Regions from separate parts of the Rattus norvegicus genome. Here region 2 is linked to region 1. The links are chromatin contacts, called in public Hi-C maps. All regions are on one chromosome and are shown on one strand. The core of a region is the stretch at or near the end of the contact, and the rest is flanking DNA. Distances in the headings are between cores, read along the strand shown. Region 1 has its middle 42 kb from the start of Pdk4. Region 2 holds the start of Pdk4 (pyruvate dehydrogenase kinase 4).

Region 1 (4,922 bases), core at 1,050-3,549:
GAGGGAGGCAGCATAGTGGAAACAGGTGCAAGACCTAAAAGCTACATCAGTGACAGTGACAGAAAAAAAGATTAGCTGAGACCATATCTATACTTACTCTTCCCAAGTGGGTATTTTTGAACCACGATTTACTGGAACAGCTAGGCTCACTTAAAATCAGCTCTAATTGCAAGAGTGTCCCGACCATACTAACAATGTGCTTTGGACATGGTAATGGTTGAAACTTGCTGGTCAAGTCTGATGCTAGAGACCACTTGACGATTTGCACAAGCAAACATGTTTTTAAGTCCTTTAGGCACCCAGTAGGGAACATGTCGTTCTGTCTGGGAGGTAGCCAGAAACTTATGAGAGAGTTAGATCAATGCCAAGAACAAACAGCCTGGCTGCTTTCTGCTCAGACGGGGACATTGTGTGGTGCTGGGCTGCCATACCCCTCTTTTCTCCTCTGGCCCCACTGTGGACATTGACTGTTCTCCTGCACTCCTCAACCCTTGGCTCGTTTTAAAATTATTACTCGAGGCCAGTATCACTCCAATCTTGCTATCCAGCCAGAAGTCAACAGGTTCTTGCTTCTTTCATTTAGCTTGTGTTTTGGGAACTCAGACCTTGCAGCTATAGGGTGGAGCCAGGAGAGATCAGCTGTCAATCACCTCTCCCTCCCTCCCATCCTTGTCAGGGATTGAAAATAGAGTCTGAGCAGTCAACCTCCGGTTCCCTCCCTGTTCTCGCTATGGTAGAGAAGGTCACAGACACTTGGAATTCAGCCAGCATCACCAATCACCAAAGTTGGAGAAAACTTGGCTTTTGACCCCAGAGCCTGCACATGTCACCACCCTCTCCTGAGTCTTTCGCTTTCCAGTGTATCACCTCGATGATGTGCTACAAACCCGAATTTTACCCGTGGTGATTTCTTTCTAACAGTGCAGGGAAAAAAAAAACCAAAACCAGCACTATTTCCTTTTACTTTTAAGAGAAATATTTGCAAAGCCAGCCTTTCAGACATTCCTCATGTTTATATAAGGCATAGCTTCTTGTTTCAAAGTTGTTAAACTGACTTTCTAAGACTTGGTCCCTCTTTTTTAGATTTGAAACTTCCATTGACCAAGAAGCATCTACCTGGTGTCAACCCCCCAAATGTTAAAATTTCATCTCATTCACATCCACCCTTCTATTCATCCATCCAACAATCCATCCTTCCATCTGTCTATCCATCTGTCCCTCCCTCCCTCCCTCCCTCCCTCCCTCCCTCCCTCCCTCCCTCCCTCCCTCCCCCCCTCCCTCCAGCTTTCCTAAGTGTGAGTGAGTGATGCTGTACCCTGGCCAAGGTGTGCACATAGACATCAGAGGACAGCTCCGAGTGTGTCTTCTCTTTGGTCTTGTCTGAGGTAGTTGAGGTAGGATCTCTCTTTGGTTGTCTGCCACTGTGAGCACGCCGGCATGTTTGTTTTCCAGGAGCCTAAGAATGAAGAAAACACACAAATGATACTGCCTTTTGATGGTGAGCTTAGTTTAGGGGTAAACCTTAGCATCTGAAAAGTTTACATATTTTGCATGTAAGAACACAGGAGCCCTAAATCCTAATTCTGAATCTTTATTTGCAAAAATGCTGTCTGTTTGTGTTAGAATCAAATGGCCTTGGAAAATCTTGGATTTTTGTTCCGGGCCTCAGTGTTTTCTTTGGCAGCTGGGGCTTTTGTTAAGGCGCAGAAGTCAGCTGGCTAGATGCTGGGCACTCAGCCTCAGCTGTGAAACAGCCCTTTGTTCAAATAAACAAAACAAATCAATCAGGCAGATCAGGAGTTTCTATCTCTACATGAGGCTTGACTTCACTGTCAACCTGACCGAATTGGAAAGGAGCTTTGTCCCCAGGCTGAGTCCTTGTTCTCCTTAACTCTCTTTCAGGGAAGATCTACTTACATACTCTGGGAACACAGCACCCTGGTGTGGGTGAGTCTGTGCTGTGGGATCTGGGCTAGTGGTTCAGTTGTCTTTGCTTACCAGAACCTGTGAGAGATCCCAAAGCCTTGTTTTTATGTGGAGTTTAACTCTCTGGGCCCTTCTTGAAGTATGACCACCTAGCAATTATTTGGGAAATAATTCAGATGGCAATTTCTTTAGACACTGAAATAATGGTCTTAGACTGGGAGGTGGGGTGGTGGGGCAGTGGCTTATGGGTAGCTTACAACAACATGAGTTCCTGGAGTCCCCGTCTGCTGACAATGGAGGCTGCAGTCACTAAACTCATTTTGCCCAGGAAGTTTTCCTCCATTAACTATTACGGTTGTTTAATCGATGATAAGGGTAAAGTCAACTTTGGTTTCAGACAGATAATTATAGGCTATCTTTGAACAGTAGTAGTGGCACCCTTACAGTTCCCTACCAGTCCTTTTTTTTTTTTGGTTCTTTTTTTCGGAGCTGGGGACCGAACCCAGGGCCTTGCGCTTCCTAGGCAAGCGCTCTACCACTGAGCTAAATCCCCAACCGCTACCAGTCCTTAATAAAGTGGTATAAGCCATTGTCAGCCAAATAGATATGAATACCTATCTACCCCCAAGTTTTTTTCTTTTTTCTTTTTTCCTTTTCCTTTTTGATGTAGGGACAGTGGAAAAAACCTTCATGTAAGGAGATGTTACAACTGGGGGCCAGGATCCAGGGAGGGAGGTGAACTGATCGACCAGGAAGCCTCAAGAAGGCAGGATGGGCTTGGGAGAGACTCTAGTTGAGCCAAGGCTGAAGGACTTGACCTCTTAAACTGCACCCACAATGGGCACTGTCTTATTTTAGAGCCCTGTATGAAGGACAACTGCGAAAATGTTTCATAAGCCGATAAAAAAACAAAGCAAAACAAAAAATGCCAAGAAAATGGGGGTGGGGGACTGCTCAGAGGTGTCTCAGAGGGTTAGCAAGCTTGAAGACCAAACGTTGATTCCTGAAACTCACACAAACAAACAGCTGTGGTAGAGTGTATCTCCAGTTTCACGATTTGCAGGAAAAGATTGGTGTCAGAGACCAGAGAGTCGCTTAATGGTTTGAAGGCAAGGTTGCCTGGGGTACACAGTAAAATAACAACAATTAAGAGAGGCCTTGCTTCTTCCGTGGGGTAGAAGGAAAGAGCTGACTCCTGAAAGTTGTCCCTTGACCTCCAAATAGCTCGTGAGTCTCCAAACACATGCTGAGGGTGGGGAGTTAAATTAGAAACATTCGCAACAAACCTAGTCTTACTGCCTTAAGCATGGGGAGAAATTAATTTTGTGCAAAATAATAAAAGAAAACTGGCAGTGAACAGAGTCACAAAATCATCCAGGAAACCAACATGTGAATGTGTTGAGTTGGTAAATATTAGAAGAGCTGGACTGCCAGAGTGAGAGCCACTCTGAGAGAAGAAGCTTATGGGTTAGTCAGGGGCGAACACCTCAGGTGGCCAGAAAGACATACATAAATGTGTCCTCTGTGTTCCTGGGAAATGAGCCTTAAGTCTTCCTTAGGCACACATGCGGTTATGTGATTCCCTGTCCGAGATGCTGTAGTGACTGGGGAGGTGTGTGTGTGTGTGTGTGGGGGGGTGCGCAAATGAGAAGCCATGACTAGAAGTGACCAAGCTGTAGTCACTGGGTGAGGAAAGAGTCACAGTTATGACCATCCTCAAGACCAACAGTCTCCCCACTGGCATCTACCTTTCCCCAGCATCTCACATATGGTCCGTTAGCCAACTGTGGTTCCCCATATTTCTGTACACACAACTGCTGGGATTTGACCTGGTCAGGGGAGATGAGTGTCACTGCCGTCATGACAGTGATGAGGCCTGGCCTTCCCTTCTTAAGAGTTGAAGGGAGAATCACCAGAGTATTAGGCGACAGATACAGAAACATACAAGTAAGTAAATAAAAGATGTTAGGATCCACTCAAATGTTTAATGGGTCCTCTGTTCTTAAGGGACATTTATCTTTATAATACAGATGGCATTTCTGTCACTAACCCCAGACACTATTGAGGATGCCAAGAAGTGCTTGCTGATAGGAGCCTGATATAGCTGCCTCTTGAGAGGCTCTGCCAGAGCATGACACATACAGGGGCAGATGCTGGCAGCCAACCATTGGGCTGATCATAAGGTCCCAACAAAAGAGTTAGGGGAAGGATTGAAGGAGCTGAAGGGGTTTGCAACCCCATAAGAACAATAATACCAACCAACCAGACCCCCCTGAGCTCCCAGGGACTAAACCACTACCCAGAGTACACATGGAGGGACCCATGGCTCCAACTGCATATGCAGCAGAGTTTGGCTTTGTCGGACATCCATGGGAGAGGAGGCCCTTGGTTCAGTGAAGGCTCGATTCCCCAGTGTAGGAAAATGCTAGGGTAGGGAGGAGGGGTTGGGTGGGTGGGTGGGAGGAATCACCCTCATAGAATCAGTGAGCCAGAAGATGGGATTGGGAGTTTCTGTAGGGGACACTGGGAAAGGGGATAACCTTTGAAATATAAATAAGCAAAATACCCAATAAAAAGCACACAGTACAGAAAAATAAACAGTTTTAAAATGAAAAAAAAAATAACCCACTTAGGACTCTTATTTGGCCAGAACTAAAGTTAACATCAAAAACCCAAATCCTGTTTGTGGTGACCAGTTGCTCAAGATGCCCTCTATTTGTAGTGTGTGAAATTGGTTTTTCTCATGAAACTCAAGAATGATTAATTGGGAAAGTAAATAAGTAATCAGTCCATGTAAAGGTCAACGCAGTCAATCCAGAGTAAACTTCCACGTTGAAATAATTTCAGAGACATGGCCTAGTTCATAGCTGTTTGCTATTTCAAGTGCAGCACTTTAGAATCCCCTGTCTCATGCTCTTTCTTCGTTTCCATTTGCCACATATTCAATGTTTCTTGGTTATAATGGTGTGTGTGTGTGTGTGTGTGTGTGTGTGTGT
Region 2 (4,922 bases), core at 1,294-3,793, 42 kb after region 1:
GCAATGAAAATAGCTTTAGAAATGACTAGAAAGAGAAAGGGATCCACTATGTTTCAAATGGAAACTTTCCTTCCAAATGCTTGGAGAATAGTAGGTTAAGATAGTCTTAAAGCTGCCGTTTTTCCATCGTCTATTTTCCCAGCCACTTCGATTGGCAGATGTTTTCATTTCTTTTACTAAAAACACTCTGAATCAACCTTTAAGAAATCCTTTCTGATTTATTTTTCCGACTGTATGCCTCTGTGGGAGGGTTGAAGTCTTGACAGTAGCAGACTACACAGAGCTACTACACAGAACATTTGAGATCAGAATCTTCCCATTGGTGCCCCATATTTCTTCACTCACTGGATGATATGCTGTGCAGTCAGTGGACTAGGCTAGGGCTCTTCATCTCCCACAGTCTATGGCATGAATCTACCTTACAAACAGCTGCTTGCTAGGCTCAGTACTTGAAGCTCAAAGACGAAATCAAAGTAACTGAGACTCCATGCTGGTCGTGTGCTTGCTTTGTTTGGATAAGAAATAAATCACTCCCTTTAATTATATGCAGCATCTCTTGTAATAATAGGTGGGGCTGTTGAGGCAGCAAGGGTTTAACGCAATTGCTAAGACACTAAGGGAAATGCAAAGGCACAATTTGAACCCGAGGCTCACTTTGCTAGTTGTTGATAAGGAACAAAACATAGACCCTCTCTAAACAGCAGACATCTCCATCTATTTCTAGGCAGGGGATTGTTTATACAATTCCAGATTCCATTTTTTTGTTATGTAAAGCACGAAGTTAAAAAAAATCCATATGTTGGTTATTCTTCAAAACTATCCCATGTGTCCAAATTATGTTGTAGTGAAGTTGGGTATGGTAGACCATGTTTATAATCGCAGCAGCTAGGAGGTAAAGATAAGTAGAAGGGAGTTCAAGGTCATCCTAACTATATAAGAAATCTCAGGAAGCCTGTGACTCACAGACCTGGTCTTGGGAGACAAATAACAGCAAGGAAAAGAGGAAAAGGAAAGAAAAGCAAAACTAGAAACACATCCTCCCCAAGGTGAAGAGGAATTTTTTTTTAGGATATCAATAGACATCTATTTGCAGATTTATAACAATCCTAATGATAACTTGCCCTAAGTTAATACAAACCTATGTACAACATTCAAAACTTTTTTCTGTCAAGACCGCCTGTTATCCAGGTATGAGGTTAATATGTATAAGAAGCAGTACTCAGCCAGAGACTTCAGAGCAGCGAGCCTTACCAGCTCTTCACCAGCTGGACGGAAGGGGTGTTCACTAAGCGTTCAGGGAGGATGTCAATCTCCTTCAGGATGTTGGCAAGTCTGACGGGCAATTCTTGCCGAAGAAAAGAAAAAGAAGTTCTCTCACAGGCATTTTCTGAACCTGTAGTGGGTGAAACATGCTCAGTTTTAGAGAAAAAAATTGAGAATAAGTAGCAAATATAAAATTATAAAACGGTATCTTAATCACAGTTAGGTTAGTGCTTATGGGTACTTTAAGGACAGCTATTTTAACGTCTTTTTCTTTCAGTCCTACTCCCCCTATCCCTTTTCTCCTTTTAAGAGTGACCAACATAGGTGAAATACTGTTTACTTTCTTTCTGAAAAAAAAAATCACTCTGGAGAAATCCGACTACTCTCCAGTTCTTCCTATCCGTGAGTCCACAGCCAGCCTGCCCCACAAAGTCAACAACACACCCTCTAATGAATATGAACTTAAAAGGATCTGGGTAGAAGGAGGCAGAGGCGTTCTCAGACTAGCAACAAAGAATACCACATTGACATCTTGAAATGTTCCTTATGCCACCCGCTGCAGAGAGGGAGTAACGGTAATTTTTTTAAATTAATAGTAATGTAAATATTTGTAAAACAATAAAGGCGAAATAGTATTAGGCACGCTGCTAAGAGATTTGCACTGTATATGGAGGTGGGGTACAAGTTTAAATCTATCAATCTAAGGTGAGTTTATGTTAATAGGAAATAGAGCATTAGGAAGAAAGGAGTTCGTTTCTAGCCCATTATTAAAATGGTGGCTGAAAGCATATACATAAACTCAAAGATCTGGACAGTAAGAAGAGAAAAGTCGAATGGAAGTTGAACATCAGTGTGGTTACAGGTGACGTAGACTTCTGGGTCAAACTGTCAGAAAGTTAGCGAACTAGGAAAACAGGTGCACAGCCCTTTGAGGCTTCTGGGTTCTTCAGCCAAACAGACCTAGGTTGTCCTCACCCCTGAACTCAGCCCTTCCCATCCTGGGGCCTCCCCAGCCTCAGGGCCACCCTCCTGGGCCCTGCATCAGTCGCCTCTTACCGAAGTCCAGCAGCTGCTTCATGGACAGCGGGGACGGGCTGTAGCGGGAGAACAGCTCGACCTCCCTGGGGACCAGGCCGGCGTTGCCCAGCGAGCTGGCGCTGCGCATCACGAAACGGGCTGCCTTCATCCTGATGCCCTCCTAGGCTGGCGGTGGCTAGGATCCGTAGGGTTGGTGAGGACTGCGGGGCGGGAGCGCGGTCGAGCGAGAGCAAGTGCGCTGTGGGCTCAGGGTCCCGGGTGCTCGAGGCTGGGTGAAGGGTTGACACTCTTGTCTTCCCACCTCCCGCTGTCTTGCCTTTTATTTACTTCCCCCGCCCTCTCCACAACTCCTGCCAGGAGGAGCCTCTGGGACTCTGAACTTGGGGCCACACCAATCAGCTCAGAGCAAGAACTTTGGGCTCCTCCCTTTGGCCGCGGTCACTAGAAAGTTCTGGCACAGTGATCCCGACACGGTTTCCACGGCCTGTAAGGGGCAAAGGGTGAGAGGGAGGCAGGGGTGGGGTGGTGTAGGGGAGCAGCTACAGTGGGCATCCCGGACGACGTGGGCCTGAGATTGGCACCCTTGGGATAGGTCCCAGGTCGCCCGGGGCTTCAGGCCCGCCCAGACTTGTCCTTGTTTACAACTCAGGAGCCATCTCAATGTCACGCATTCCTCGCCAGAAACTGTTTCCAAGAATCTTGCCGCAGAGAGTGCATTGGTGTTCGCTCAGAGCGGGACTTTTACAGTAGCCAATCATCTGCTTCTTAAGTAAGGGTTTCCTTGCCATTGGACCGCGAAAGCAAGGACCACCCTATAGTTTCCCCGACTTTCCCCTTAGCGAACACATACCAGTTTGAATTTAGAAACTGCCTAAATAGCCTTATTATTACTGTGGTGGAAAAGCCCAGTTCACTTCTCCCTTGTGACACTTTCTACCGGTTTTTTTTAAATGTAAACTAAAAAGCGATTTGCTGCGTGTTTGATCAGCTCTGTAGTCCACATCCCCTGTTACCCCCTCTTTCTCTAAGGCCTTCTGGTTTGCTCTTGAACGCCCCTCCCTCAATCTGCTCCGAAAGCTCTCTCTTCACTGTGACTGCCCTCCTTCCAAAAGCAGCCTTTGTCCCTAGCAGGCATTGTAGCATATTGTAGTTATTTGGGCTCTTTAATTTTCCAGAGGCTCAGTGCATCCTACCCTACTTTGTTACCTCTCAATATTGGTTTACCTAATGATTGCTGTTGAAACATTTTAGTGGGTCATAAAACTCTCATCCTAACCTCTCTCGCCCTTCTGTTCACTCGAAATGGACTGTTGATAAGGGACAATGATAACGACTCGGTTGCAAATGGAATGGAATGGGAACAAGGCAGCAAAGGCAGTTTGTTACCCAAGGTGCCCTTAGCCCTCGCATGTAAGGAGGATGTGGTGTGATGAAAGTCATGGGTGACCCTAGGTGCACTCTTACTTTGCCTTTTCCCCTAAGAGAGCTAACCTAGTCACATGACTGATGTCTAATTTCTATCTCTCGTGCAAACTCTGCTCCTGTAGCCAGACTCCAGTGTTCTACTGTGTATTGGACTTGTGCACGCATATGTCTAGCATGAATCTTCCTTCTTTCAAAGCTACCACCATGGGGGGGGGGAGGTCTGAGCTAGTCCTGTCCAATGCTGTGTCCACTTGTGTGACTTGCTTAGAAATAACACGTTGACTTTCTGTCCATCCCCCCACCTCCGTCTTGTCATTGCCTGTAAGTTCTAGCATCATTTATGCCTGCCATTGCACCCACACATTTTGCTCAGACCCATGGGAAAAAACAATCTGGTGGAGACACTTGACCATAGTTTTCTGGTAAAGAGAATCTGGTACCGGTTCTTAAAGACACTGAGGAATAATCCAGAGATGAGTGAAAAGACATCGGCAACTAACTCTAGTGAGAAAAAAATAAAAGGAAGAAAAAAACCCAATTGAAGTAAATGCAACTCAAAACACTGCCGCTCCAGCACTTAAGATAAAGGAGCTTAGCCAGCACTGATGCTTGCACACAGACACCACCAGAACCAGAACCCACAGGTCGGGCTTGGAATCATATACAACACAGTGCTCTGGGAAGCAAAGAAATGTCCAAGTGATCTAAAAAGGAAGCAAGACACAGACACACACACACACACAGACATACAGACACACAGACACACAGACACACACACACACACACACACACACACACTGTCTCCCTCTCCCTCTCTCCCTCTCTCCCTCTCTCCCTCTCTCTCTCTCTCTCTCTCTCTCTCTCTCTCTCTTTCATCAGTCACTATATATCTTCTTTTTTTCCTGTTCACTTGTAACACATTAAATAACTTGGGATAATACGCGTGCTCGAAGCACTGGGTTTTATGGACTGGGAGCTTATTCAACACTTATGTCAGAATCTCACAAGCATGGAGAAAAATCATGTTTCCTTGGGACTGTATTTTCTTTCTTTTCTTTAGTGCTAAAAGTTTTACTATTAAATTAATATATACTATAGTTAATTAAATTTAAGTCTTGCTTGCAAGAAATTCGGTCACGTTGATATGTTTCACACGTGAATCCTTGAGTGAAAGACTCTCATTGATGAAGCAAATA

Evidence for each region. Hi-C and Micro-C count contacts between places; a contact is called where the count stands out from the background.
Region 2: a contact with region 1 is called in a Hi-C map of liver, with 2.5 times the contacts expected there. The contact joins the promoter of Pdk4 here to the enhancer-like site in region 1. A contact is called at or near these places in 5 of 12 Hi-C or Micro-C datasets (hepatocytes, kidney, liver and 1 more).

What each region holds. Positions count from the first base shown.
Region 1 is chr4:34,524,267-34,529,188 of GRCr8, forward strand. No RefSeq gene overlaps it. Among named protein-coding and RNA genes, the nearest start is that of Pdk4, 42 kb to the right of the region's middle. Within about 2 kb of position 2,300, at least 42 of the 93 cell types and tissues checked have an H3K27ac peak or open chromatin away from gene starts, as enhancers often do. A contact at or near this core is called in hepatocytes and liver, where this site is marked.
Region 2 is chr4:34,565,786-34,570,707 of GRCr8, forward strand. Pdk4 (pyruvate dehydrogenase kinase 4) reads right to left here and starts at 2,544. Exons shown (of 11, transcript NM_053551.2): 1 at 2,320-2,544; 2 at 1,252-1,393. The coding sequence starts at 2,449.